Linked DNA regions of Triticum aestivum: region 1 is linked to region 2. Evidence: chromatin contacts called from public Hi-C data. All regions are on one chromosome and are shown on one strand. The core of a region is the stretch at or near the end of the contact, and the rest is flanking DNA. Distances in the headings are between cores, read along the strand shown.

Region 1 (4,961 bases), core at 731-3,230, 180 kb after region 2:
CAGAACAACTAATAAGTAGTAGTTTGAGGAAAGAAGTATAACCCCAAGGAAGCTGATAACTCCTCTGATGGAACTGAATGTGGATCGAGACCACGAGGTAGACGAACACCACATATAACATCGTACGGATCACTGTGACCATCCTTCTTTTCTCCATCTATAATAGCCTACAAATTGAAAATTGGGTATATAAATCTTTGTCTATGCATGGTAATTCAGGTAGCATTAATATCAAATTAATCATTTTTATGTGAAAAATTTAGTAGGTGAATATGCAACAATTAAATTATTAACATATAAAGCTAGTGTGTGAAATATGTAGAAGTAAATTAGTTACAGTCACATGCTCTAAATATGAGCAAAGTTGAATGCAACTGAAGTTCTCACTAGGAATCTCAAAATATACATATATAGGGAGAAAACACAAAGCCACTAAAACAGACAAGACCATAATACTTACTCGCCTCATTGGGAACAACCTGCAAAGCTGCTTTACAGCTTTGGACTGACGTTTCAGACGTTCGGAGGTTGTTGCCATCTGCCACAAAAGTGTAAATATTTCAATTACAGAGAATACCAAAACAGACAGACATAATCGCATAAATGATGGATATTGAATAATAAGTAAGAAATGAAGAGGCATGTTAGGACTTACAAGACCCATCTGTGCTGCTTTCATGGCATTGGTGTGCATCGTTGATGAATCGGTTTGCTTCGTTTTTAGCTGAAGATGGTGGAAAAGATACATTCAGGATCAGTAATTTCTTAGTACTCCCTCAGATCCATATTACTTGTTCCTCAAACGGAGGTATCTAGGACCGAAATACGTCTAGATACATCCGTTTGAGCGACAAGTAATATGGATCGGAGGGAGTAGTGAATTTCACATTTCATCAAAGAGAAACACTGAGAAAGAAATAATTTTACCGTGATAAAGGCCACATTCAATGTACCACTTTTCACCTTGAGATCACTCGATGCCTGCTTGATCTTCATCTTCTCTGCAAACACATTAATTACCACAACTCAGTACCGCAAACTGGCAACTGGTAACAAGATACAATCCGCAAGAGTAAAAGAGATTAACCTAACGCAGTTCGACTCTTTAACTCGCTGAGCCGATCCCTCAGCTCCTTGATGTCGTGAGCTTTGCTCAGTTTCCACATCCTCTGCTCCTCCGCTTTCCTCTGCCAGAAATAGACGAAACAGGCCAAAGTTATACTCTGTCTGTGCTACTTTTCATTCGAAACATATAATATTTCTGTACCGTTCTCCAACACCAATTGTAAAATGATAAAATGTGAGCTACAAATCACTCTAGGTCCAGCCATGTAACGGGCAATAGATTCCAGACCCGAGGCACAAACACAAGGAGACTGCCAAACCGAGAGACCGAAACCCAAACTAGTTTTAGTACTGAATTGGAGAGGACGGGCGAGTCGGGCACAGCGAGAGCGACGGATCAACCTTGGCCTCGAGGCGCGCGGCGATGCGAGACTGGAGGGTGTCGCGGAGGTTCCTCCTCAGGCGCAGCGTCGCGTGGTACTCGAACAGCCTGCGCAGACCAAAAAAAAAATCCGACGCGGAGGCGGGGGGCGGGCGAGGGTCAGGCCGGGGAGAGGGCGAGCTTCGATCGAATCGGGGTTGGACGGACGGGCGGCGGGGCGGGGCGGAGAAGAGCGTACCTCGTGTTGACGCACGCGGCGCAGCAGGAGGGGAGGTTGGATCCCTCGCAGAGCGCGCAGCTGCTGCTGGTGCTGCCGCTGCTGGCCCGCCGGGAGGTCATCATCTCGCGGCGATTCGAAGGGCGGCGGTCGCGGATTCCTGGTTGCCCGGTGCGCGGTGGCGGCGAGGCGACGGCGAGGTCGTGACGGGGGTAAGCCGTTTGCGTGCGTGGGGAAGGGGATGCGGGGTGGAGGAGAGAGAGAGAGCTAACTTGCGTGGGTGTACAGAGAAAGAGTCGGCGACGAGGACAAAGCCTTTTCCTGTTACAACTGGTATTGGGCTGATATTTAATATGACGCGCCGTGGCCCGTGAACGAGTACTTTTCTTGGCCCAACATGACTCGTGTTTTGCCACTAAAATAACAGATTTGCTTCTTGAGTGAGAGGACAATCCCTCAAAAAAATGTCAAAGAGAATGATCATCTTTTGCAGATTGTGAACTCCCTTGTACTCCCTCCGTTCCAAAATAGATGACCCAACTTTATACTAACTTTAGTACAAAGTTGGGTCATCTATTTTGGGAACGGAGGGAGTATGAAGTTGGTAAATCACTGAAAGACGTTCATCAATCCGACTTGCTAAAATTAGCCGGCCCCGCATTGCTCCGCACGAGCGACGCGGGTGGTGAGCCCTAGCCTCCACTGGGAAACCAACTCATTCTTGCCATCGTCGGGGCAAAGCCCGTGCGGCAGTAGGGCATCTGCTCCTTGTGTTGTCATTCCATGGTCGGATCATGTTGTTGTTGGCATGTGGGTCGATGAGCAGGAGGCGGCGTGTGACCGCGACGTGGCGATGTGGGAGTGCTCACTCGGCAGTGTTGGTACAGCGGCAGCGAGTATGTGCTCTTTCCCTAGGCACTGGTCCGATGACAACATATAGTAACATCCTTTTCACTGCCAATGATATAACCTTTCGCACACAAAACATTTTGCTTTACCTGGGTGATCCGTATCTTGGTACTCTTGATATTGGTATCCCCGCATCATGCTTCCCCTAAATATTGTCTATAGTCGCCTCCCCTCTATAGTCGATACATGCAGTCCTTCTCCCTCCTATCTTTTTATGCATGCTAGATCTGGACATGAATGGATTTGTCGGCGTGATGGTGAGGATGCGAGAGAGCAACGCCAGATATGCGTGTGTATGAGAGAGAGATATGAGGGAAGTGGTCGCCATATTTTCCTACATTTAAAAAAAATAAGGAACATTATTCTTAAAATCTTTGTCCAGGCTCACGAACAGGTCGCCATAGGAGCGCAACACACCTACTGTAGGACATCGACCCGTTCATGCGCCTGGTCAGGAACACGGTACCCTCTCAATCCCAACGAGTCACGTGCAGGGTGTCCGACAGGGACATCTTTTTCTTTCGTTTCTTTTTCACATATTAATTTGTGCTTTCTCTATTTTCAGGATTGCTCTAAAAAACAAAATAAGTTGGGTTTATACTTCTAATTATTAAAGAAGTTCGTGAAACAAAAAAAGGGTCGTGGATATAAAAATTGTTCATGAATTGGAATTTGTTTGCATAATTGAATTTTGTTTGTGAATTTGAAAATATTCACGAACATAAAATTTTGTTCATGAATTCAAAAAAGTTGTGAACAAAAATGTTTGAGAATATAAAAATTGTTCGTGGATTCAACAGAAAACACAAATTCAGAAGAAAAAAATGTTCGCAAATATGAAAACATTATTGAATCCAGAAAAAATCTCAAAATTTAGAAAGTGCACAAATTCAAGACAATTCACGAATTTTAAAAATATCTTCGAATTAATAAAAACATGTATATGAAAAAAATATTTTGAATTTTTTTCATGAATTAATAAACTCAAAAATCAAGAAAATGTGAAAAGGCAGAAAAAAAGAGAAGATAAAAACTTTCGGGAAGATTCCCAAAATGGTTCCTAGTTCTGGACGCGAACAGCTCCAGGTTACGAAAAAGCGACCAGGGTGCTTAGTGGACCGCAACCCAAGTAGGACCGCCAGTTGGCAAGCCCTTACCTAGTGCTATAGTAATGACCGAGATGCATCCAATAGATCTATACGTCCAGAACATCCATGTTGCATCAGATTGCAAGGTGGTGATAGATGATGTGAGGAATGGCACGTCTGCAGCTTATGGATCAGTCATCAAAGAAATTATAGATAGGTCTTCAGATTTTCATTTTTGTAACATAGTTCATGAATTTAGGAGCTCAAATTTTGAAACTCACAAACTTGCAAAGCACGCACTTTCTCTCGAGGTTGGCCGCCATGTTTGGTTAGGACATCCCGGGAATCTTTCTTTCGTCCCTGTAAACATTGTGACGGTTTAATAAAGGCTTTGCGAGTTAGTCTCAAAAAAAAAGTAATGACCGAGATGCAACAAAGTTAAGGAGAGAAGCTTGGCTAGATGGTTCCTCTGGATCGTCCAGTAATGACCGAGATGCGGCATCATGGAAGTTGCTATGGAAAACACCAGTCCCCGGAAAGATACGTATGTTTCTTTGGAGGCTAGCAAAGAACTCGCTGCCAACAGAGGATGTTAGAGCTCATCGAAAAATGTCCACTACAAACTCATGTGCATTATGTGGAGTTGTGGATTCTTTGAGACATTCTTTTCTTGAATGTACCATGGCGAGGTGTGTTTGGGCACTCGTCAATGGGGAGCTAGCGGAACACTTGTGTGAACACAACGGAGCCTAGTGCAAGGCAATGGTTGTTTTCGATGATTGAGAGTTTGAGACACTATCACATGGATCCTTCGTCAGGCTCTCGGTGACAGATTATCCATGAGGAAGTTTGTCAACACCCTTCGGCCACACACCTTTTCATCAACAGGTTCATAGCAGATCTCGAGTTAATCCCGCAAAAGGTGGTAAGAAACCGAGTTGCACCTAGGGTCGCTGCTGAAAGACCAAAGGCACCTCCGCCAGGATATGCGAAGATCCATATAGACGCCAGTCTGGCTCGCAATGGCATAGCGCGCTCTGCAGCAGCAGTGTGCAGGGATGCAACTGGCCTTTTCCTTGGCAGTCCGGCCCTTACCACCCATGGAATTAACGAGGTTGCAGCACCGGAAGCGATAGCCTGTTGTGAACCCTTGTGCCTTGCCGATGACTTGCTCCTTCAAAATTTCATTGTTGCATCGGACTCGAAGCAGGTGGTTAGCGATATTGAGAAGCGAACGGACAGCAGATATGGGCATACCATTAAGGAAATACAGCACCGAGCAACAAACTACAACTGTAAA
Region 2 (4,990 bases), core at 321-2,820:
AAGCAAACCGTCTTCAGAAAGCTAGAGCTCAGGAAAAACGTCTTCAGAAATCACTGCATTTTTATTCTTTTTGCATGGTCAGGGGGGCAGGAGAAACATGTCCTGTACATCGGCAGCGTTAAGCCTTCCCTTCAGATGTGCGCGAGGGATAAAAACTCCACCTGGTGGTACACAAAGTTTATCATTGGGCATGTGGACAGGCTCCTGAATCTAAGCTCCGTGTCTTGCTAAAACTGAAAGGTACTGAAATAAATACTACTGCTACTGCACTCCAACTCCCCCTGTTAATTATCATCATGCCATGCCATCATTCACGTTGATTTTGCTTGTAAACTTCTGTTGAGTTGTTACTGAATTTTTTATCTACCGGCATGTTCTGTTGTTGAGTGGTCTGAGGAAAGCATGGGGAGGTAGAAAAAAGAGGGGAAGGAGGGAAAGAAAGCAATGGAGAAGCAGGAAGGCAGCGCAGGTGAGCTGGAGGAAAGGGGTCAAAGTCTGAACCAGCCTCGCGTCGCCTCGCCTAGGGGCATGTGGGGCGCTTGCTTTCCTACCAGTACCCGGTGTCTGCACACATCATTTGCTTAGATTCTTTTTCTCATTTCTCTCTCCCTCTTTTGCCATCTTGATTTGGGAGGCCATTATTATTTTTCTGCCTTCTTGATTGTTTACAACCTTGCTGATGTTTTCTACTTCCTCCGTTCCTAAATATAAGTCTTTGTAGAGGTTCCACTAGAAACCACATACGGATGTATATAGATACATTTTAAGTATAGATTCATTCATTTTGCTTTGTATGTAGTCCATCTAGTGGAATCTCTATAAAGACTTATATTTAGGAACTGAGGGAGTATACTACAACATGATTCTGTTTTTTTTTTAATTTTCCTTTCTTGAATAGGTGCCATATCGGAGAGAAAACTGAACATTTCTTCTGCTTTATGGTACCGTTTTGTTAAATCGAGGTTTCGGATTGTAATGAGTGTGACATGTGATTTGGTGCCGTCCATTTATAACAAAATTTGTTTCCAAGCGCTTTCCACATTCCTAGCATTTGTGTTGACATCATGTGATGCACCTTGTCTGCTAACACTCGAGACATTTTCTTCTCTCATACAACCAGAAAAAATCCAGCACGCAGGAGCCAACTACAGGTCACCCTGCATCTCATGTTACCCTTTTCATGACCCATCCCATTGCCGTCCAGTAGTAAAAACTGGATGTAAAACACATGAAGAAAACTAGCAACTACGTACCACTAAAATAAGTTTATCTTATAACCTTTTTCAGGTTAGAGAAACTCATTATACAAGTTGCTATACTACTAGCTGCAAAAGTGCCAAGCACTAGACTATTAATAGATAAGCACTGCTTAATCCACACCCATAAGAGTAGGAATAATTCTATACTATAGTTTACACAGTGACAGAGAAGTAAACAGCGGGTCACAGCTAAGGTAAACACCAGCAACAGAGCAACCACTTGTAACTTTCCAGTCTGTAATGGACACCTCTCTCTCCCCTCGCCGTTATTATTACCATCCATCCCCTTCCGTTTCCAAAAATTTGGCCTTTCTCAGAGCACATCTCCTCCACCCCCACCCCCCAGACCTCTCACACACCCACGCGCAGGCGCTCCAGCCCCCTCCAATGGCCGCCGCTGCCGCCCCCCGCCGCTGCTCCCAACCCTAACCCTAGCCGCAGCCTGTTTCCACAGCCCGCGTCCATGGCCGCGCTCCACGTTTTCTTGCTTCTGCTGGTGTTCGGCGGCGGCGGCAGCGGCGCCAGGGGCGACGACGTGTCCGCGCTGCTCGAGTTCAAGAAGGGCATCTCGGACCGGCGGCGCGACCCGGTGCTGGGATCCTGGTCGCGGCCGGACGCGCCCGAGGCCGGCGCCGGCGGGGGCGCGTGCCCCGCGCGGTGGCGCGGCGTGGTGTGCGACGGCGGCGCCGTCGTCGCCATCGCGCTCGACGGGCTCGGCCTCGCCGGGGAGCTCAAGGTGGGCACGCTCGCCGGCATGCGCGGCCTGCAGAACCTCTCCCTCGCCGGCAACGCCTTCTCCGGCCGCCTGCCCCCCGCCATCGGCTACCTCTCCTCGCTGCGCCACCTCGACCTCTCCGGCAACCGCTTCTACGGGCCCATCCCCGGCCGCCTCGCCGACCTCTCCGGCCTCGTCCACCTCAACCTCTCCTACAACAACTTCACCTCCGGCTTCCCCACCGATGGGATCCGGGAGCTGCAGAACCTGCGCCGCATCGACCTCCGCCGCAACTCCTTCTGGGGCAATGTCAGCGATCTGCTCGCCGAGCTCCGCAACGCCGAGCACATTGATCTCAGCGACAACCAGTTCACCGGGGCCGTCGATTTGGAGCTCGCCAGCCTGACCAGCATCGGGAACACGGCCAGGTACATGAACCTCAGCCACAACAGGCTGGCCGGCGGCTTCTTCAGGAACGAGACCGTGGGGGCGTTCAAGAACCTGGAGGTCCTTGATTTGAGCAACACCGGGATCGCCGGGATGGTTCCGAGGCTCGATTCGTGGTTCTCACTGTCGGTCTTCAGGGTGGCCGGTAATGGCCTCTTTGGGATGATGCCTGAGACACTCCTGCATAATTCGATGCGGCTTCTCGAGGTCGATCTCAGCCGGAACGGCTTCTCAGGTATCTCACCCTTTTCCCAGTGAGTGAATGAATACATATATTGTTGAATTGTCACGATCTACTAGTAGCATGAATCTGAACCCAAGTTGGAATAGTGGTGATGTTGGCTACCTGTTCCTTGAACTTTGGATGCCTTGCCAATGCTGATGCCCAGTGAGCTCCCACAGTGTTGTTGTACTTGGATCACAAGCACCGAGTTAGGTGCTTAGCATTGGTGGCATTCGCAACGCAAATGTTTCTAATGCCGGCAAATTCCTCGTGCACAGATTCTTTGCTGCATCTTGAATCTGGACATGCCTGTTTGCTTGGAGGATTCCATGAGCATACCAAACATTTGGCTCTCGTGTGAATTTCGCATGTCGTTTTCTGCCAAAAAAATTGTCGCGACTCGGAAAATCATGACATTTGCATTTGCATGCTGATGACCAGCAACCGTTTGCTCGCATGCATGACTAGCCTATACCTTATTTTAACTTCTTTTTTTGGTCTTTCTCGCGTGGGTGGTTTACAAGATGTCATGCTAGCAATAAATTTTATAGAAGTGTGGACTAGTATTAACCCCGAAAAAACTGATTGACTCTTGCATGCTTAGGAGGAAAATTGTCATGTTGACGCTTCGTTTCTTCCGTGCTAGACTTGTTCCTGGATCTATTCCAGCTAAGTAGCTAATATGACTTTATGCAATGCGACTATTTCAGTGCTATCACAACAGATCGTATGCTATTGCAAATATATAGGGACAGCTTTCATGACTAGTGAGCATGCAGTAGTTTCGAACTTTGAATAATTGCCATATGTCTACAGCTGTAATTGACTTGTGTGCCTTGTAATTTTGCAGGATCAGTGCCAGTTGTGAACTCTACGACTTTGAAAATGTTGAATCTCTCTTCGAATGTGCTATCAGGTTCATTACCAGCCACTGTCGGCAAGTGTGTCTCAGTTGATCTGAGTGGGAACCTGCTTTCTGGGGAATTAGCTATTTTGCGTTCTTGGGATAGCGTAGTGGAGGTGATTGACTTGAGTTCAAACAAGCTGGAGGGGAGCTACCCGAATGATGCCTCTCAGTTTCAGAACTTAGTTACCCTGAAGTTGCAGAACAATTCGTTGAAGGGATCTGTCCCTTCAGTGTTGGGAACCTATCAAAAGCTATCTTTCCTTGATCTCAGTCTGAATGCACTTGGTGGCCCTGTTTTGCCTGTTTTTATTCTGTCGCCTACTCTTACAGTGTTGAACCTTTCTGGAAACAACTTCTCTGGGACTATTCCATTTCAGAGCCCTCATTCAACAGAGTCCATAATGCTATCTTCTCAACCTTCTCTCAAGATTGTTGATCTGTCCAGCAATTCTTTATCTGGTCAGTTGCCACCAGAAATTTCTAACCTGCAAAGACTTGAGTCCCTTACTCTTGCGATGAACGAGTTGTCTGGCGAGATACCAGATGAGATAAACAAGCTTCAAGGATTGGAGTATCTTGATCTATCTCACAATCACTTCAGTGGCAGAATTCCTGATATGCCTCAGGCTGATTTGAAGATGTTCAATGTATCTTACAATGATCTACGAGGAACTATTCCTAAAAGTCTTGAGAAGTTTCCCATAACTTGCTTTAGACCCGGAAATGACTTTCTAATTTTCCCAGATGGTCTGCCTGCTCCAAATAATGGCGATGGTGGACTTGCACAGAGTCGAGCGTCTCAGTCTCATGGACATAAGGCTGGTGTTAAAGTTGCAGTCATAGTTGGCTGCATTGGAGGTGTCTTGCTCGTGATCTTCATAGTATTGGCAATCTATGTGGTGAGGTCTCAAGAGCTTTGTGGAAGAAACGGATTTAGAGGCCAGATTACTCTCAGAGATCTAAAGCTGGGGAAATTAAGCCGTCCAAATTTATTCAAGAGTCCAAAAGATAATGTCATTCCAACCAAGACAAGTTTCTCAAATGACCATCTCTTAACATCTGCAGCTCGATCAATGTCTGCTCAGAAAGAGCTATTGGCTGAGGCTGCTGTTGAATATGGATATGCTGATCCAAAGGAAGTCGTCGAATCTACAAGCTCTGGTGTGACTGAGACCTCAGCTGCAGCATCTGTTCGGGAGTCTTCTCCTCGGTCTGCGTTGCCATCATCACCACATTTTCTTGATTCTAGATTCCATGAGGAACCTGTGACTTTTGAAGTGTATTCACCAGACCGGTTGGTTGGAGAGTTGATTTTCCTAGACAACACCTTAGTTTTCACAGCTGAAGACCTGTCCCGTGCTCCAGCAGAGGTTCTTGGAAGGAGCAGTCATGGTACAACGTACAAAGCAGCACTACAAAGCGGGCATGTCCTGACAGTG

What was found. A called contact is a pair of places that touch in the nucleus more often than the background predicts.
Region 1: a contact with region 2 is called in a Hi-C map of leaf, with 4 times the contacts expected there. The contact joins the promoter of LOC123052014 here to the promoter of LOC123052009 in region 2. A contact is called at or near these places in 3 of 5 Hi-C or Micro-C datasets (all in leaf).

The regions. Positions count from the first base shown.
Region 1 is chr2D:113,689,808-113,694,768 of IWGSC CS RefSeq v2.1, forward strand. It overlaps LOC123052014, which reads right to left and starts at 1,981. Exons shown (of 12, transcript XM_044475037.1): 1 at 1,686-1,981; 2 at 1,468-1,555; 3 at 1,088-1,187; 4 at 928-1,001; 5 at 656-724; 6 at 461-538; 7 at 43-167. The coding sequence starts at 1,789.
Region 2 is chr2D:113,513,061-113,518,050 of IWGSC CS RefSeq v2.1, forward strand. LOC123052009 (probable inactive receptor kinase At5g10020) reads left to right here and starts at 1,571. Exons shown (of 3, transcript XM_044475028.1): 1 at 1,571-2,656; 2 at 3,495-4,990. The coding sequence starts at 1,723.